Regions from separate parts of the Mus musculus genome. Here regions 1 and 3 are each linked to region 2. Evidence: chromatin contacts called from public HiChIP or PLAC-seq and promoter capture Hi-C data. All regions are on one chromosome and are shown on one strand. The core of a region is the stretch at or near the end of the contact, and the rest is flanking DNA. Distances in the headings are between cores, read along the strand shown.

The links. Promoter capture Hi-C pulls out the DNA fragments that hold promoters and counts their contacts. HiChIP or PLAC-seq counts read pairs in DNA pulled down with a chosen protein or histone mark.
Region 1: a contact with region 2 is called in a promoter capture Hi-C map of fetal liver, with 3 times the contacts expected there. The contact joins the promoter of 1700001K23Rik here to the promoter of Shoc2 in region 2. A contact is called at or near these places in 2 of 39 promoter capture datasets (fetal liver and pre-B cells) and 1 of 115 datasets of contacts at active chromatin or transcription factors (microglia).
Region 3: a contact with region 2 is called in a FOXA1 HiChIP or PLAC-seq map of pancreatic cancer cells. The contact joins the enhancer-like site here to the promoter of Shoc2 in region 2. A contact is called at or near these places in 5 of 39 promoter capture datasets (the 3T3-L1 cell line, 3T3-L1-derived adipocytes, the HPC-7 cell line and 1 more) and 4 of 115 datasets of contacts at active chromatin or transcription factors (embryonic stem cells, large pre-B cells, neural tube and 1 more).

Annotation. Positions count from the first base shown.
Region 1 is chr19:53,253,880-53,256,579 of GRCm38.p6, reverse strand. It overlaps 1700001K23Rik (RIKEN cDNA 1700001K23 gene), which reads left to right and starts at 1,375. Exons shown (of 3, transcript NR_036590.1): 1 at 1,375-1,498.
Region 2 is chr19:53,943,534-53,946,233 of GRCm38.p6, reverse strand. It overlaps Shoc2 (Shoc2, leucine rich repeat scaffold protein), which reads right to left and starts at 1,358. Exons shown (of 9, transcript NM_019658.6): 1 at 1,221-1,358. Bbip1 (BBSome interacting protein 1) reads left to right here and starts at 1,607. Exons shown (of 4, transcript NM_001195338.1): 1 at 1,607-2,078; 2 at 2,655-2,700.
Region 3 is chr19:54,792,021-54,794,720 of GRCm38.p6, reverse strand. No RefSeq gene overlaps it. Among named protein-coding and RNA genes, the nearest start is that of Gm41867, 32 kb to the right of the region's middle. Within about 2 kb of position 1,255, at least 5 of the 459 cell types and tissues checked have an H3K27ac peak or open chromatin away from gene starts, as enhancers often do. A contact at or near this core is called in pancreatic cancer cells, where this site is marked.

The DNA.
Region 1 (2,700 bases), core at 126-2,625, 690 kb after region 2:
GCGGTCTGAATGAGAATGGCCCCAGGGGCTCATACTTGTAAATCCTTAGTCAGGACACACTGGCTCTATTTGAAAGGATTAAAAGGATTAGGAGGTGTGGTCTTGGAGGAAGTGTGTCACTGGAGGCGGGCTTGAATTTCATGTCTTTCTTTCTGCCTAAAAGATCAGGACAGAGCTTTCAGCTACTGCTCCAGCACGGCTTGCATGCTGCCAGGCTCTCCACCAGGACAGTGGACTAGAACTGTGAGACTGTGGGCGAGACCCAGTTAAATCCTTTCTTTCATAGAAATTGCCTTGGTCATGGTGCCATTTCCCAGCAATCGAACGCCAACTAAGACAGACCCTAATCCTTTGACACTCTTCTCTCCCAAGGTAAAAATTAACATGTCTAGGGGGACTAGGTGGCTTGCTTATCTTTCCTCTCCTTTTCCTGTCCCCCCCCCCACCTTGAGGTGGGACCCTCGCTATCTTGACTAGATTGGTTTCCAGCTTCTAGGCTCAACTTATCCTCCCACCCGAGTCTTTTCGGTAGCAGGGTCTACAGGTGTGCATTGCTACAGCCAGCTCAAGGTCTTGTCATGGAAGCCCAGGATAGCCTCCTGAATGCTGGATTACAGGTGTGTACTACTTAGCTAGTGGCTCATTTTTGAAGGCTAAAACCCGGCTGAAGTGAAGGCACATGGCAGCTGCCCAGGTGCTACGGTTTCCATTTTGTTCTTGAGTTACTCTGTGCACAACCTTGTCACAAGGACACTAGAGAAGACCAGGAAAAGTCCACACAGGGGACACCTCATGTCCACCATCAGCTACTACCCACAATGCTCACGCCTAGCCAGATCCTCTGATGGCTCTGTACCCACAATGCTCAAGTCCGGCCAGATTCTCAGATGGCTCTGGCTGACATCCTAGCTGCAACTTCTTCCGAGACTCCAAGCAACGTTCTTGACTTTCAACCTCGTAGACATTGATATAGTAGCAAATGTTCATTGTCTTACTCTATGTGTGCACAAGTGTGTCTGTGGGGACTGCACATGCATGTGAGTGAATCGCTGAGGGTGGAAGAGCCTGGAGTTACAGGCTGATGTGATCTGCTTGTAGGTGCTGGGAACCAAAAAGATCTCAAAGAGTGACAGGTACTCTTAACTACAGAGCCATCTCTCCAGCCCCCTTCAGTGCGTCGTTTTAAGCATCTGCATCTTGGAGTGATTTATTACCTAGCATTAGGTACCCACTGCCTTCCAAAAAGGTTTTGAACCCACATGTAGTTAAAAGTGTAACAGGATGGAACGCTGGGGTAAGATCTGAAAGATGACTGATGTCATAAATGGTGGGTCAGCCCAGGTGTTCTAGGGTATCCCTATAACCCCAAGGGGTGGAGACAGGAACAGCATAAATATACAACTGGATGGTAGATGTGGGTCTGCTGTGCCAGAAGATGAAGATGAAACAGCTGTAAGCTACTGGAAGCTGGGACAGCCACGTGACCCACGGCCTCTGGGTGAGCAGCACCGCACCACACAGTAGGAAGGCTGATACCTTGAAACTCTCTACCTACTCAGGTCACATGAAACATCTCTGAGAGGGCAAACACAGCCATGCCAATGGCTCACTTCCATAGTGAACATTTTCTGACAGTTTTCAGAGACTGTAGGCATTACAAAGGCGGTACTGTGTCATGAAGACATCACTTTTAACATAGGTAGCAGATAGAAAACAGTAAGAATAAACAAGGGTTAGTTGTGATGGGTGCCTCCCCACCCCCAGGCTTATTCTGCTTCTTACTGAACACCCCAGGTGATGTCCGCCCTGTCTCTGGAAAGTTCACGCACATGCAAACACATGATATAAACCGTCGCCGTTCACTACTAGATGGTGGTTTCTCTCTACTGTGAAGTTTACCAGTTGGCAATGATGTGACGTATGCAGTATCTTTTAGTTAGCTCAAGTTTTGAATTTCCCCCATCACATGGTCTTCCCCCATCACACATTCTTTTTGAGACAGTGTTGCTCGGCAGCCCTGTCTGGTACCCTGCAGGCCACCCTGGCTCCTAACTTGTCGTCATCCTTTGGTTTCAGGCTCATGACTGAGGTTACAGGTGTGAGTCCCCAGGCTGCTTCATCTTTCCCAGTTTCATTTTTTTGTTGTTGGTGTTGTTCAATGTTCAGAAACAGAGTCAAGGATTAAGTCACACATTCTACCACCAAGAAAGCACCTGTGTGTGTGTGTGTGTGTGTGTGTGTGTGTGTGTGTGTGTGTGTTTGTGTGTGTAGTCAGGATCTCCCTATAGCTCTAGCTGTCCTTGAACTCACTATGTAGACCAGGCTGGCCTCAAGCTCACAGATAGCTACCTGAGAGTACTGAGTTGAAAGGCATGGCAGCACATTGTTAATGACATACTGTTTGGGTGGCTTTTTTCTTGTTGTTGTTTTTTTTTTCCCTTATACATATAAATGTGTGTAATATGTTAAATTTCAAGACAAATCTGGCACCAGATGGTAGGAAAAACTTTTTAATTTTTCCCCCTTATACAACCATTAGACTGTGATATATATACAGGTGTTGTGTTTAAAAAGCATAGATGGGGGGTGGGCATAGTGTACACACCTTTAATCCCAGCACTTTGGAGGCAGAGGCAGGCAGAGCTGAGTTTGAGGACAGAATGGTCTATATAGTGAGTCCCAAGACAGCTAAGGCTGTAC
Region 2 (2,700 bases), core at 109-2,608:
TCTACCATTCGATTCTGAAAAACAGCTAAGTTTTTGATTCGGCAATCCTTCCGGGTAGATGCTAGAACTTCTGACATCCACAAAGAGTGTACGCGATTACACCGGTGTAAGCTCCCAGATTAACCATCCTGCTGCAGACCAATGTACCACACAGTCCACATTTGCAAGCTGATTTTTTACTTCCCTTGAGTCCTCAAAAATACTTGTGGGGATAGGTCGCAAAACAGGGTTTCCTCTTTTATTTTCATCACCTTCATAATGATACAAACCAATGGGAAGAAAATCGAATCTCCCAAATGTAAAGGTGAGATGAGATGAAAAAAAAAAAAAAAAAAAAAAAAACACACCCCAAAAGCATCTTCTTTCCGATTCCCAAATAGACAAGCAATTCCACCTGTTTGTAAACCCCCCACTTGCACTGTTAACACAAACCTCTGCGGAGAGGGACGGGGGAGCGAGGGGAGAGGGAGAGAGAGAGAGAGGCGGGCGAATTACTGCTTTGGAGTCCTTATTCTTCTACCTAGGCATGGGGGAGGGGATGGTACAAAACAATGGATACCGAGGGGCTAGGGGGAAAATCTTTTTGCCCTGCAGCCTCCTGCGTTCCGAGCTGGGGGCGGGGAGTTACACTACTTTTCCTCCAGCCCTCAAAGCCGACACGGAGATTGCCACCAGGCGTGTTTAGCAGGGCGGTCTCTGCGGCCACAACTCCTTTCACTCGGCAACACACCCAACGCCGAACCCACCACTCGTCCCGCAGGGTCTGCGAGGAGGAGACCGCTCAGCGCCGAGGACTTTGGGGTGGAGGCGCAGAGACCCCACCCCACAGCCCTACGGCCGCGCCCGCCCTCCCGCCCGCCCGCCCGCCCGGCGCCAAGCGTCCTCGCGACCCGGGCAGCCCCGCAGTCCCGGCCGGGAGGCGCCGAGAGACCGGAGCAGCCGGAGCGCGACTGACTCGCCGCCCCGGGCCCGCGCCCGCGCCCCGGCGCTGTCCCGGCCGCCCGCTCCGCAGTAGGCCCGGCCCGGCGCTGTCAGGGGGCAGCCTGCCGCTCCCCGTGTCCCGCCCGCCGGCCCCGCGCGGGCAGCGGCTCCGAGGCTCCGGCGCCCCGGGCCGTGGCACCCCGGAAAGCGGCCGCGGCGCCTCCCAGGGCCCCGACCCCTCAGGCCTCGCCCCGGCTCCGGCGGCTCGCGCCTGTCAGGACGTGTGGGCCTCCCCTTACCGACGGCCGGCCGGGCCCCCCGACAGGCAGGAAAGCAGAGAACCGGCCCACGGGCGCTCCTGTGCCGCTCCCGCCCCAGGCTGCCGTCCGGAGCCCGGACTCCACCATCCCTGCTCACCTCCTTCCTCCTCCTCGTCCTCCGCTCCCCGAGCGACGCTCCCCTGCCACCGCCCCCCCGCCCCTCCCCCACTCGCCCCGCCCCTCCACACACTCTGGCTCCAATCGCCCCGCCCCAGCCCCCTTGAGCGAGCCTGGGCATTCGCTAGGGAGGAGGGATGGGCGGAGCCAGAGCAAAAGCAGTCACCCAATCAGAGGGAAACCTTGGCGCCAGCTTCCCTGTCCCCGCCCTTTTCCTTTCCTCCGCGGCAGTGCGCGGTCTCCCGCCCACTGGGCGCCGCTGGCTAGCTCCGCCACAGAGAAAAGCCTCCAGCCGGGTAGAGAAACGACTCCCAGTCGGAAGTTACGGTTGAAGCCCAGGCAGCCATAATTGATGATGGCAGGAGGCGTTTCCTGTCACCCGTTTGACGTACGTTTTTCCTGCTTTTGGTTCCCCGTTACCCCAGGCAACAGCAGAGCGGTCTGGAAAGGGATGCACCTGTAAGTATACTTACGGAGGATGTGCACACACACAGTCCACACTGGGCGAGTTAATTCGCGATCGGGAACTGCCGGTTTGCTTGCCAGACCCTTTACGGAGCCCCTGATCGCTTACCTAGAACTACAGTTTAGGGCTTCAAAACTCCCTCGCACCGGAAGTTGCGCTTGCACTTCCTAGTAGGGTCATGGCCAGGAGGTGGGAGTAGCCGGACCCCGCCTGCGCCCCAGGGGGTGCCTCCTCTCCCAGAGCTGACGAGTGAGGTAAGTGTCCCTGACGCCCTACAGCAGGGCCGGCCAGGCCGGATGAACCGCAGGGAGGGAGCTGGGAGAAGACTAAGCGGAGGCCCCGGGCCGCTTCCGCTGGCAGAGGGTTTCCTTTCCGGCTGGTGGGGCGGTGGCCAGCCTTCCCTCCGCCCCTCTGAGGTTCCCTGTAGGGCGAGGCAGCCGGATCGGCCGCCGGGCGAGGCCAGGCCCGCAGTCCCTAGGTCTGCACAGTGGGGCACGGTGCACGCCTCCTCGAGTTCCTGTCGAGTACAGTACTTTCACTCCCTGGCCTTTAGAAACTCCAAATTTTGGGAACCAAAGAAACCGGTTTCCACCCCAGCTATCAAAGAAAAAGATGACTTCCCTGAGCCAACCCGCAAAGCAAAACCTTCCCTTTCATCTTTGATTTTTCTTCCCTTTCTGTCCTGCCTCCCCTTTCTGAGCTCTATGTAAGCTTCAACTAGAAGTCTGGGTTAGGGTATATTGAAGTAGTTAGTCCTGGGTGTTTACGATTGTGAATATCCTTTTAAAGGACATTTTAAAAATATTTAAAATGCTTTATGTGTCTCCAAGACATTGTCTCATGTAGTTCCTTCTGTGGACGTTTGGAGTCAAGAAG
Region 3 (2,700 bases), core at 6-2,505, 850 kb before region 2:
TGAATCTCATATTCAGAATGAACTTTTGTATATTTTCCAGACAAGGATAAGGTTGGCTCCATGTCTCTGTTAGGGCCAGAAATCAGGTCTATGTCGCTAAGGAAGAGGAGCTATTAGAAATATTACCACATAAGCTTTGAATGCCACGTGGGAGCTTTACTAGATCTTTCCGAAGGCAAATTCAGAGAGTGTGCTCTGAGTAGGTCATGAGTATGAAGTGCGATGGATGAACATAGCAAGTACCTGGGTAACACTGGGAGCCTGAGGCTGGGGAATAAGCATTAGATTGTACAGTTTCTCTGCCTACTTGGGCTTACCAGACATATGGAGCAATGTATTGCTTTTCCTTTTATTCTAATTTTTTTTTTCTTATTGGGCAGCTCCCAATTTCCTGAGCATCTTCAGTTTCTGGTGGTCATTTTCAGGAAGTCTTTACTCGATGAAGAGCACATAGAGCACACAAGGTCTCTAAAAGGTGGAATGTTGTTCTTCTTTGTCTAGGTGATATTCAGTAGCCTGCTTACTTGTAGTAAGATTATTTAACCACTTGTTAGCTTGGGATAAAAAGAAGTTGAGCAAAAGCACGAAGCTGGGCTGCAATTTGGTACCTATAGCACTTGAACCACCATTTTTAGGAGGAGCCACGTACCTGATGGTCATCAATCATCCTGTGAAAATAATATTCTCATTTTATAGGTTAGAGTGATACCTTCGAGAAATGTAATAGGTTACTGAGGCAGAAGGTACACAGTAGGCATAAACTCAAATCTCTCTGATTTAAAAGCTTGTTCTTTGTGCTGTATCCTTACCAATCAGTGGTGATGTCATTTTGACCTAAGTTTCATAGAAAAACAAAATTTAGAACAGATTTTTTTTTGATAGAGTATTTGGCCTCTATATAAATGCAAATTTTGACTCCTCAGCTGAGATTAAGATGAGCTCTAAATTAACAGGAGACCTGAGTGAATGTATCCTGTTCATTATAAAGGGACCCTGATTCTTTCTTCCCTGAAAGGTTTGATTTTCTCAGGAGTACTTGGGTCTGAGTCTATTTCCTTTGAGCTTCTCTTCACCGGGCTACAATTTCTCTCTTCCTGGGGAACGATGATTCAGGCCTTTGAGGTTACAGATAAATAAATGTCATGCTTACACAATGCAGTATCTGTATTCATTTTTTTAGTGGCACGAGGGTTTAGAGGAGGCGACAGGAAGCAAAGCCAGGCAGAAAATCATTTACATTGCTATCATTGTGACAAGAAAGTGACTCAGAATCCAGGAGCGTATGGAGTTTACCCACTGTCCCACTGTCCAGCCACTGGTTGAGAATGGATGCAAAGAAATGGGCATACAACATGTAGACATGTAGAACCTCTGTCCCCAGCCTTCTGCATGCTTACCCATAGCAGTGGGTTTACCCTCCTCTTGACTATGTAATTTCTACTCCACCTCTTCACTTATGGGAAGGCCTGTAAGTGGCTTTGTCATAGGCCCCAAGCTTCTGCTTTGATATGGGAGAATGAGACAGATAGACTCAGAAACAACCTTTGTGCTAGGCAGTCTCTTTAGAGACATTCTCCACTGGCTGCATATTAAAATCACTTGGGAAATGTTACAAAATTCCCAAAGTTAAGGACCATTTCAAGACAAGCATGGTGCAGCCTCGTGTTCATGGACTAGGGGGCCCTTAGGTTTGATCTTCATTCTTGCCTTAGCACTTTTCCTACTGTGGTATATAGACCATGACAAGAGTGGGTATTAATGTCTCCTTTACACTGAAATGGAGGCAAAAATAGAACCTTTTCAATGGCCTTACTACACATAGTGATAGAAATTCTGCATATAAGGCTGTCACCCCAATGCTTAATACACCCCCAACACATCAGTAACTAGCACCTATATGGAGTGATGAGGACTTTCTCCTCAAACTGACATCAGTTTACCTTGTTTCATCTATAGCATTTTAAAGCCTTCCAATATAAGTAACTGTCATGCTCCCTCTTTAACTATAAAATTGAAGCTTCACACATGTAGAATAGATATGGCTGGGTCAACACTGGATGCAGAGAAATGGACACAACATCTGGAGACATATCCCCTCTTCTGTCAGCCTTTTATACCCATATCTACAGCAGCAGGTTAGGCTTCTCCATGACTATTTCAAGTTCACTCCATCCTCTTTATCTATCAAAGGGCCTGTAAGGCTACTTAGCCAGTGCCTTGTACCTACTCAATGGCAGAGTCCATTTGAATCCTTTGTTAATCATTTTGGACTGTTAGATCCAAGTTCCTTTATGATTGGGGGAGGAATAATTAACTGAGTTTTAATCTTATACTTCATACATATTTGCTGTGAGAAAAAAAATAAAACACAGATATAAAGCTATCTCCTTCCTCATTTTTAAAAATTCTATTCCTTACTTCTCAGAGTATTTAATCTCTTGGATGTTTTTCAAAAATTTTTCTATGTACATATAATTACATGCATATTTATGTTATAGGGGTATATGAAATATATACCCTTTCTACAAAGATGTGAACTATATATGTATATGTATTTCTGCTTCCAGATTTTCCCTTTATTAATCTTGAAAATCATTAATATATTTGCAATTACATATAAACATATTTATTGGTATTTTGTGGTTATAAGATATTTATGGGTATGCAATATCTAGCAAATATTACTGGCAAGGACCATTT